Linked DNA regions of Sus scrofa: regions 2 and 3 are each linked to region 1. Evidence: chromatin contacts called from public HiChIP or PLAC-seq and promoter capture Hi-C data. All regions are on one chromosome and are shown on one strand. The core of a region is the stretch at or near the end of the contact, and the rest is flanking DNA. Distances in the headings are between cores, read along the strand shown.

The links. Promoter capture Hi-C pulls out the DNA fragments that hold promoters and counts their contacts. HiChIP or PLAC-seq counts read pairs in DNA pulled down with a chosen protein or histone mark.
Region 2: a promoter capture Hi-C map of liver shows a contact between it and region 1, with 4 times the contacts expected there. The contact joins the promoter of CELSR2 here to the promoter of SORT1 in region 1. A contact is called at or near these places in 3 of 5 promoter capture datasets (fetal liver, fetal skeletal muscle and liver), 2 of 47 Hi-C or Micro-C datasets (blood and embryonic fibroblasts) and 2 of 2 datasets of contacts at active chromatin or transcription factors (alveolar macrophages and skeletal muscle).
Region 3: a contact with region 1 is called in an H3K27ac HiChIP or PLAC-seq map of skeletal muscle. The contact joins the promoter of PSRC1 here to the promoter of SORT1 in region 1. A contact is called at or near these places in 2 of 5 promoter capture datasets (fetal liver and liver), 23 of 47 Hi-C or Micro-C datasets (adipocytes, alveolar macrophages, blood and 15 more) and 2 of 2 datasets of contacts at active chromatin or transcription factors (alveolar macrophages and skeletal muscle).

The regions. Positions count from the first base shown.
Region 1 is chr4:110,719,685-110,722,749 of Sscrofa11.1, forward strand. It overlaps SORT1 (sortilin), which reads left to right and starts at 1,426. Exons shown (of 20, transcript XM_013997288.2): 1 at 1,426-1,841. The coding sequence starts at 1,530.
Region 2 is chr4:110,843,709-110,846,773 of Sscrofa11.1, forward strand. CELSR2 (cadherin EGF LAG seven-pass G-type receptor 2) reads right to left here and starts at 1,646. Exons shown (of 35, transcript XM_021090085.1): 1 at 1-1,646. The coding sequence starts at 1,225.
Region 3 is chr4:110,811,803-110,814,867 of Sscrofa11.1, forward strand. PSRC1 (proline/serine-rich coiled-coil protein 1) reads left to right here and starts at 1,507. Exons shown (of 8, transcript XM_013997292.2): 1 at 1,507-1,853; 2 at 2,228-2,280; 3 at 2,371-2,428; 4 at 2,844-3,065. The coding sequence starts at 2,262. It overlaps LOC110260358 (a long non-coding RNA gene), which reads right to left and starts at 1,449. Exons shown (of 4, transcript XR_002343531.1): 1 at 1,183-1,449; 2 at 314-355.

The sequences.
Region 1 (3,065 bases), core at 176-2,675:
TACTGGAACTGACTGTCTTGTGATCTACTCCACAGTTGGCACAGATTAAAAAATAGTGCTGTATTAAAAAATTATCTGACACATTGTAGTTAATGGAAAGGAACAAATTGTTCCCCAGTTTTCATGGAGCTTTGTCAGTTCAGTAGCTGAGAACTTGGAAGACTATTCTAGCAATTTTTACCATCCTGCTCAGATGCCATTTAAAAATACCTTTAACTTGTCACCTCTCGCTATGGTTGTTCTGACAAAATGTAAATTTATAAATGTAAAAAATGTAAGTCGTTGCAAATTAACACAACCAGAAGGATTTTAATGTAAGCCTTGGGTTGGGTGCCCTGCACCATTCATTTTGCTCTACAATGAATATATTCTCATTTGGATTTACCTCCAGTTTATAATTAAAAGTAGTTGTTAGCTGCTTTATTTAGGTGTAACATTTTGTATACTTCATATCTTCCTACTTATTACCTTTTCTACTGAGCAACTTCTAGCATTCCAAAGAGTCAATAAGGAGGATATCTAAAACTGGTTTTACTTCCACTGTGTGTTCCAGAATAATGTGCCTCTCCTTCCTGCGATAAACGGAACAGTGTAGGGGTTTTGTTTTATTTACTGGAGACAGGATGCTAATTTAAGGGACATCATATACCGAACACCAAACTTGTGCAATGCACTCACTGCAGGGTTAAAACACTTTGGTAAAGACAGATACGCATCTATACAATGATCATCTCTCAATTAGGCACTGGGCAATTCTGTCCCCCTTTTACCTGTCCCTTATGTCTAAGCTACTTTCTAACTCCAGGAAAACCAATAGGCAGTTCCTCCTTTGGTTAACTCCCTGCAGAAGAGGAAGATGAGTGAGGAGAGAATTTTCTTCGGGCTCGCATGAGTCACGGATGTCCTAATGTCTATCTGCCTCCGCGAGATTTAGCCCACACAGCTCTCACTCACTGTAGACAAATGGGGCACTCCAACCCTGCAAGGGTTAAAAGCCAGACGCACCGGTTAATGACAGAGCCCCCATTTCCAGCTAAGCGAGCTCAGGGATTCCCTGAGGAGATTTTCCAGGCGCTGCAGCAACCCAAGGAATTTTAAGGGTGTCTCTGGGGAAGAAGGGACCAATTCAGCCCCAACTTGAGGGTGCCAGAGGGAGGAGCTAGGGGTCGGGGCCCCACGGAGTTGGGGGCTTCTCGAGAAGGAGGGAAGCTCCCCATGCTAACTCTGGAAGCCCGGCCTGGGAGACGCCGGGCGATGGGGGGATGACCTCAGCGGTCTCTGCCACGTTCCAGCCAATCAGCCCCGCATCTTGGCATCCGAATCCAGGACCCCCTAAGCAGGAGGCGCCGCGAGCCAATCAGCAGTGGACCGGGGAAGAAAGACAGGCGGCCAGCCTATGGGCGGAGAGGTCTGGCTTGGCGTATCCAGGGAGCGCCGGCTCCAGCAAGGGGGGGGAAGGTGGGCGGCGCCGGCGGGGGTGGGCGGGCGCGCCGGGCGGCAGGTGTCGACGGCGTCGGCATTCGGCGGCGATGGAGCGGCCCCGGGGAGCTGCGCAGGGCCTCTCGCGCTGGCCCCACGGCCTCGGCCTCCTTCTCCTCCTCCTCCTCCAGCTGCTGCCGCCGGCAAGCCTCGGCCAGGACCGGCTGGACGCGCCGCCGCCGCCCGCTGCGCCGCTGTCGCGCTGGTCCGGCCCCGTCGGGGTGAGCTGGGGGCTGCGCGCGGCCGCGCCTGGGGGCCCGGTTCCCCGCGGCGGCCGTTGGCGCCGCAGCGCGCTCGATGAGGACGAGGACTGCGGCGGGGTCCGGGACTTCGTCGCCAGGCTGGCCAACAACACACACCAGGTGAGCGGGCGCCGGGCCGGGGCACCGCCCGGACTGTGAGGTGCTGCCCCCGGGCCCCTGGCGGCCGCCCGCCCCGCCAGCGCAGCCCGGCCCTCTGTCTTGTCCGTGCGCCTCGCGTCCCCGCGGAGGAGACCCCGGCTGCTCGCCAGCCCCGCTGGCCCGCGCTCCCCCGGCCGCAGCCCCGAAACTGCGGCTGGCCGGCGGGCGGGCCGAGTTGGGCCCGGGGAGCTGCCCTCAGATGCCGCGGCCGAGCATGTTTCGTCACAGGGGAGGCAGGCTTTGACTTTCACGGGATTCTTTTTTTTTTTAATTTTTTTTTTACTTTTATTTTTCTGTTTAATTGTCAAAATCTCTCGAGCGTCGTTGTTTTCCGTCTGTATAAATAATTAGGATCCAGTAACGCTATACCCCACCAGGAAGCTGGAGGAGTAATTACCTCTTAAGTGCTTGGAGAAGTTGGGCTACGCAGAAGCAAAGGTGTGTCTTCGCCGGGTCAGTACTTTCTGGGTGGGTAGGCGGGTGTTCAGTAATCCCAGAGCAGTTATTAGATTACTGTGTGTTTTAACGGCTAAAGGAACAAGCTTGGCAGTGGGGTTGATAGTACGTATATGATCTCTCTTACGCCTTCGATTTGACCTTCTGTCATGGCATTGGACTGTATCCCATTGTAACAAGATTTCCAACACTTAACACGTTGCAGATATTCTGCTTTGAGTTAGGTCCTCGTCGAAAACTTTAAAAATTATGGCAGTTCTGTCTCTGGGGATAAGCAGCTCAACCTTTGCATAGTACTACTGGTTGACAAAGCCAGTTGTTGGCTATGTCCTGGCTCCTTGCACCTTGGGCGTCTTCCTCATTTTTTTTTTTTTTCTTCCTAGAACTAGCGATTTAATTGCTACCCACATTTGCGTAATATATTTACAATTGAATATATTTTCTCTCTTCTATCCATCCCTCCTTCCTTCCTCTTTCAAGGAGAGTTGCACATGGGGACAGAAGTGAGTGGTTAACTGCACTTGTCCTTTTAGAACCACATGCTGTAATAGCCAAATCCCCCCTTGAACTGTCTTTCTCCCTCTGCCTGGATTATACTTATTACCTGTGCAGAATTCTCTGGTCTGGGGACCCAGGGCAGTTGCAGTCAAAGCACAAGCTGTCAGGGATAACTCTTGCTAAATGCAGTCCAAGCAGCAGCTGCATAAAAGTGGCCAAGCTAGTGCTGAC
Region 2 (3,065 bases), core at 396-2,895, 120 kb after region 1:
ATACCTGGACCACATAGCGCTTCTCACTGAACTGGGGGGCATTGTCATTATCATCCTCCACAGACAGGAAAACAGCAGCTGTGGCACTCCGTGGACCAGGGTCCCGACCCTGGTCACTTGCTTCCACTGTCAACTGGTAGGATTCCACCTCTTCCCGATCCACTGGGCCTCGGGTTCGGATCACCCCAGAGCGAGGGTCAATCTCAAAGACTTCAGAGGGCCCGCCCCCAGGGCCCTCCAGCAAGCGGTACAGAATATTGGCATTGGGAGGGGCATCACCATCTGTGGCTCTGACAGTGAGAACCTCATAGCCAACCTCCAGGTTCTCCCTGAGGCTCTCCTTATACTCCAGCTGCTCAAAAACTGGGTCATGATCATTGGTGTCAGTCACCAGGATGGTGAGCGTGGCCAGGGCACTGCGTCGGGGCATGCCGTGATCCTGTGCCGTGACCCTGAAGACATGGGTGCTCTTGGTCTCACGATCCAGCTCCTCGACTGTGGTTACTGCACCGGTGACTGGGTCCAGGGAGAAGAAATGGTTGGAGCGGCTATCGAAGAGGGCATCCATAGTGTACTCAAGCCGACCTGCCTCACCCTCATCCGGGTCGATGGCCCGCAGAGATGCCACAGGAGTACCTGCTGGCTGATTCTCGGGCACTGTGGCCTGGTAGCTGGGGGGCTGGAACTGGGGGGCTGTATTCACATTCCTTTTCCGACGCCCACCCATGGACTCTTCTGCCGAGCTGTCCCCTGCCCTGAACCCTGGAGTCTGCACTAGCTTACAAGACTGGCATCTCAGCCGCGGGGCCTTTAAACACAGGTGCTCATGAGGCAGGGTGAGCTTGCCCTGTGAGGAAAGGTGGCCTCCAATGCCCAGAAGACGACAGCTCCAGGGGCAGCCTTCCCGGGCTGGCGGCAGGGGGATGTGGGCCCCAGATTCTGGACACCAGACCCTCAGGCCATCGTGGTGGGGCACCAGATGGCCAGTCAGTTCGGTCCCCGCATCCCTGCAGCGGCTGGTGTAGAGCCAGAGGTTCGAGGATGAGTCTGGACAGAGCCAGCCCACGGGGGCGCAAGCCCCCGAGGAGCCGCGTCCCCCGGGCCCCAGGGAACGACAGGGCCCCACTTGGTCTCCCAGCAGTGGCCGCAGCAGCAGCAGCAGCAGCAGTAGCAGCAGCGGCGGCAGCGGCGTTGGAAGGGGGGCGCGGGCCGCCGGGCTCCGCATCTCTCCCACTTCCCGGCCGGCCGGGTCAACGGCGGCGGCGGCTCCTCCTCCCGCTCCTGCCGGCCCCGCCGCGCCTCATGCCCAGGCCGGGGCGCCAGTCCCCGGGGTCCACTCGTGCGCCCCGCAGGGCCTGCTCCTTAATGCCTCAACAGGGCCTGGCGCTGCGCGCTCCCACGCGCCCCGGCTCCCACCGTTCCCCGAGCCGGGCCCGCGACCCGGGTCACCCCGACCACCACCGGCTGGCGCGGCGCCTCTACTTGCACACCCGGCTCTCTCCACCTGCGCCCGCGGGCCCCGCGCCCTTGGCCCTGCCGGTCCCCCGGTCCTTGGAGTGCCCCTCGCCCCCGCGGGATAGCCCACCTGCGCCCGCGGAGCTTTGCACCCGGACCCTGGCCGGGACCCGGCCGCCCCTGACGGCCCCGCGCCGCCCGCTCGTGCCCCGCGTCCCCGCCGGCGCTGCCGCTGCTGTCGCCGCGGCCCCGGGCCCAGCCCCACGCTCCCTCGCCTTCCAGGCTGGCGGGCGGGCGAGCTCTGCAGAGCGGTGGCGGCGGCGGCGGCGGCTCATTACCATAGACCTGCTCGCGCCGCCGCCGCCTTAAAGTGGCGATGCCAGCCGCACCAAAGGAGGTGGGCCCCGCCCAGCTTCCTCCTCCGCAAGAGTCTCTAGAATTCCCGCAGTCCAGACGCCCCTGCCCCTAACGAACCGCACCCCAGGCCTGCCCCTGGGCCGATGCCAGATCCCTACAATAGTCTAGAGAGAAATTAATCAGAAGCCAGACAGCAATGATAATAATGGTGGCAGTAACCCCTAAGTATGCTTAGGGGTTTTCAAAATATTTTGAAGGGCTCTCAGACCGTGTGTCCACCTCACACCGCTCAGAAAGGCTGGATGTTGCTAGCTGCTGAGAAGAGCCCTTGTGGCTGTCCCCTCCACAGCTCTCGGGTCAGACTGAGCTAAAATGGCCCTGCTCAATAGTATAAAGTCTCCCCCACCGCCCAGAGAAACACTCTGTTTCCCTGGGAACACACAGAAAGGTCCTGAGCCCCTCTCCCCAACCTCCACCCCTACCCTGACCCGGACCCCTACCCCTACCCCTACCCCTCGCCTTGGCAAAGCTGTGATCTAATCAGGCTGCCCCCCTTGGGGTCCAGCTGCAGAATGCAGTGCAGAATGATGACCCCAGCCTCAATTCCGAGGCCACCTGGGCTTTTCTGGGGGAGGTAAGCCAGGAGTGTCAGAGCCAAAGCCAGCTGGTATAAACACACTTAGCTGCTTCTGAGGCCTAGAGAGGGTGAAACTTGTACAGGTCATGAGGCTGTGCTAGGGGTGGAGCCAAGTTTTAACACAGGTTCCCCAGTCCTAGACTGCTCCATCAGGGCCTCTTGTCTGAATAGATGCCCTCTTGCCAGCTCCGTCCTTCCCCGGACGGACGGGGAACTGTGGGAGCCAACCATGGGAGCAGCACAAGGCTGAGGCTGGTGGTGAGAGGGCTGGCCTAGGGAGGAGGCCAGGGCTTTTCTCCTCCAAGCCCACCACCCTCTAGCTTTGGGACACCTTGGTCAAATGCTTGTGCCTCAGTTTCTTTTAGTAAAATGAGGGGATTGAAAAGCTCCAGAATTTCTTTTCTTCTTTTTTCTTTTTTTTTGTCTTTTTGCCTTTTCTAGGGCCACTCCCGTGGCATATGGAGGTTCCCAGGGCTAGGGGTTGAATTGGAGCTGTTGCTGCTGGCCTACACCACAGCCACAGCAACGCCAGATCCGAGCCACATCTGCGACCTACACCACAGCTCACGGCAATGCTGGATCCTTAACCCACTGAGCAAGGCCAGGGATAGAACTC
Region 3 (3,065 bases), core at 257-2,756, 92 kb after region 1:
TGGTTAACGAATCCGACTAGAAACCATGAGGTTGCGGGTTCAGTCCCTGCCCTTGCTCAGTGGGTTAACGATCCAGCATTGCCGTGAGCTGTGGTGTAGGTTGCAGACGAGGCTCGGATCCTGAGTTGCTGCGCCTCTGGCGTAGGCTGGCGGCTACAGCACCAATTCAACCCCAAGCCTGGGAACCTCCATATGCCGCGGGAGCGGCCCAAGAAATAGCAAAAAGACCAAAAAAAAAAAAAAAAAAAAATTAGAGATGAATTTCCTTAGGAGAGAGAAACTTTTGTTTGCTAAAACTGTCTCCTCCACTTACCTGAAGGTGGGTGAAGGATTTCCCTACTCCGGCTCGCTGCTCCTAGGGGAAAAAGGAATGCAGTTAATTAAGAGTTTCTTTCCCTCTGATCTCCACCTGCCACTACCTGCCAGGAGAGAAGGGGAGCTACTGGCACAGGTTTTCCCACCTCCAAACAATCTGAGCCCTACAAGCAATTAAAATTCCACCTTCAGCAGAAAACCTATGGAAAAAGAGGCAAGCCTCTTCTCTGAGCTCTTCCTCACATCAACTTGCAACTTCTCAGCCTCCCCACCCTTTCCCTTATCAAGCCACTAAATTCCAAGGCTGCTCTGCTTCCTGTGGCATTTCTCACAGTAACACCTCACTCCTGCAAACCTCACCACCTGAACTTGACAACTAAAAACTAAGAGGTAAACAGAAAGCCTATAATGGTCATAAACTCTGGAGACTAAAAGCTCAGGCTCTTTGTTTTCGAGAAAGCTCTTCAACCACTCTTCCAGGGCCTTTTAACTTAAAATGTTTAGAACCTTTCTAAGAAGCTCAGTTAACTGGTAGCCCAGTCTATTCACAGGCAACCCTTGGAAACAACAAAGAAAATCCCTAATAAGGAGGCCTAAGCTTTTTTACAAACACAGCTTTTAATTTAGAGGAAGCAAGTCACCAACACTACCCTCAAAAGCCTCCGAGGCACAAGGTATAAAACATGGTGTGTTCATAATTATCCTCCTAACCATGTCCTACTGTGACGGCCACGATCCTCCTAGATAAGCGAGGGGTCAAATATAAACGCTGCCAGGTCAAATATGCTCCATATACTTGTCAACAGAGGAGCCACGGTTGCATCTGAAGCCAAACTTCCCTGTCTGAAAAGCCTGTTTTCTTCATACCTCAAGATGCCACAGGTTCCTAAAGTTCTTGCCTAAAAAGTCGATGGAAGATGTACTTCTTAGAGAACCTCAGTATACCTAAGGTATAAAGTTTGGTTGCTTCCGTAAACTTGGAAAAAATCACAACTGAGGGCCCTGGCTACCACGGCGCTTCCGAAAAGAGCCCCCGGACGAACTTCCTCAGGCAGAGCGTTAGCTTTGGGGCCGACGGCCGTGAGGGGCGTCAGAACCCAGCCCCGCCCAGCACGAGGAGGGGGCGGAGAAGGGGGGGGGGCCGGCCGGGAGCGAGGCTCTCACTCATTGGTCCGTTCCCTCGCGCGCCGCCGCGAGGTCCCGCCCCTCGCAGGCCCCGCTCCCGGAGGGTAGCCCTGAGAGGTCTTCCCCGCTCGCGCGCGCGCGCGCTCGCGGCCTCCCTGCTCCAGGCCTCCCGGCTTTAGCTCTCCGGATGGAGCCTTTCTTGGAACGGCTCTTCGCCTGGTTCCCACCTGCAGACTTCCGGCCGGCGGCCCCCTCCGCCGCCCCGCCCCACGAGGGCGGGAGATGCTGGCCGCCACCAATCATGAGTGCGCATGGTAGGAGAGGGTGGGGCCTGAGAGATTCGAAAGGAGCCCCGCCCCCTCGGAGCTGATTCCCGGGACTAGGTTGTGGAAGGAAAGCACCTTCCGCAGGAGGTGAGGCGGAACGGAAAGTAGAAATAGGGTGGGCTGCCGGCGTGGAAGGGATGTGGTGCCGCGGGGAGTAGAAAGGTGGCTTGGAGAGAGGAAGAACCAGAGAATGGTCGCGGAGAGGGAGATGGGGGGGCGTAGACCGCCCTGCGAGGAGAGGTCGGGTCGCAGGGGGCGGGGGCCGCCGTGCGCAGGGACATTGGAGTGTGGAGGTACGTGTCTGGACCTGTCCCGGAGATAACAGGGGTGGTTTACTGGAGCAAGTGCTGCTCTCGGGATGCTTGCTTCACCTCCAAGCACGACCCCTTGCAGCCTAGCTGGGCCTAGCTGGGAGGCCTTGGGCAGAATGGAGACCTGAGGGGAGGTATTTTTCTCTCCAGCTCAAGTCTAAGCTGATTCTTGCTTCTCTGGAACATGGAAGGTTTAGAAGAAGGTAAGGAAACCCTGGAGGGAAGAATGAGGCCCTGTGATTGAGAGCCGTGTTTGGGACCCAAGGCTGTATTTCTTCTTTCCTCCCCTACAGATGTAAAGTTTATAGTGGATGAGACCTTGGACTTTGGGGGGCTGTCACCATCTGACAGGTAGTAGACTCTTTATCCTACTTACTTTGCTTCCACAATGCTTGTCTTTAACTTTTACTGGCCTCGGGTCTGGATTGGGAATTTAGCAAGATTGGGTGCACTGAGGATTCTGGGTAGCTGGTTGACTTGGGCCCCTTGTGACACGACTGGGGGAGGGGAGAAGGGATAAGCTGGAATGAGATTGCAGGGTGTTAAGTAGAAGGGTAAGTAGATTTGCCGCATCTTCATCCTGACATAATTTCCAATGTCAGAAAATGCTGAAGGCCTCATAGAACCAGGTGTCTCATCAGGTAGATCTCACAGCCAGCAGGGACATCAGGGTTGGGGTTGTGGCTCTGGCTCAGACGTGGGGGCTTTGCCCAGTCTCCTTCTCTCTAACGTGTGGGCATGGTGTTCGGTTTGTTTTCTGCGTCAGTCGAGAGGAAGAAGATATAGCAGTGTTGGCGACTCCAGAGAAACCTGTCCGACGAGGCCTCTCTCATCGAAGTGACCCGAATGCTGTGGTCCCCGCCCCCCAGGGTCTGAGGCTCAGCTTAGGCCCCCTCAGCCCAGAGAAGCTGGAAGAAATCCTCGATGAGGCCAATCGGTTAGCAGCTCAGCTGGAGCAGTGTGCCCTGCAGGAGCGAGAGAACACGGG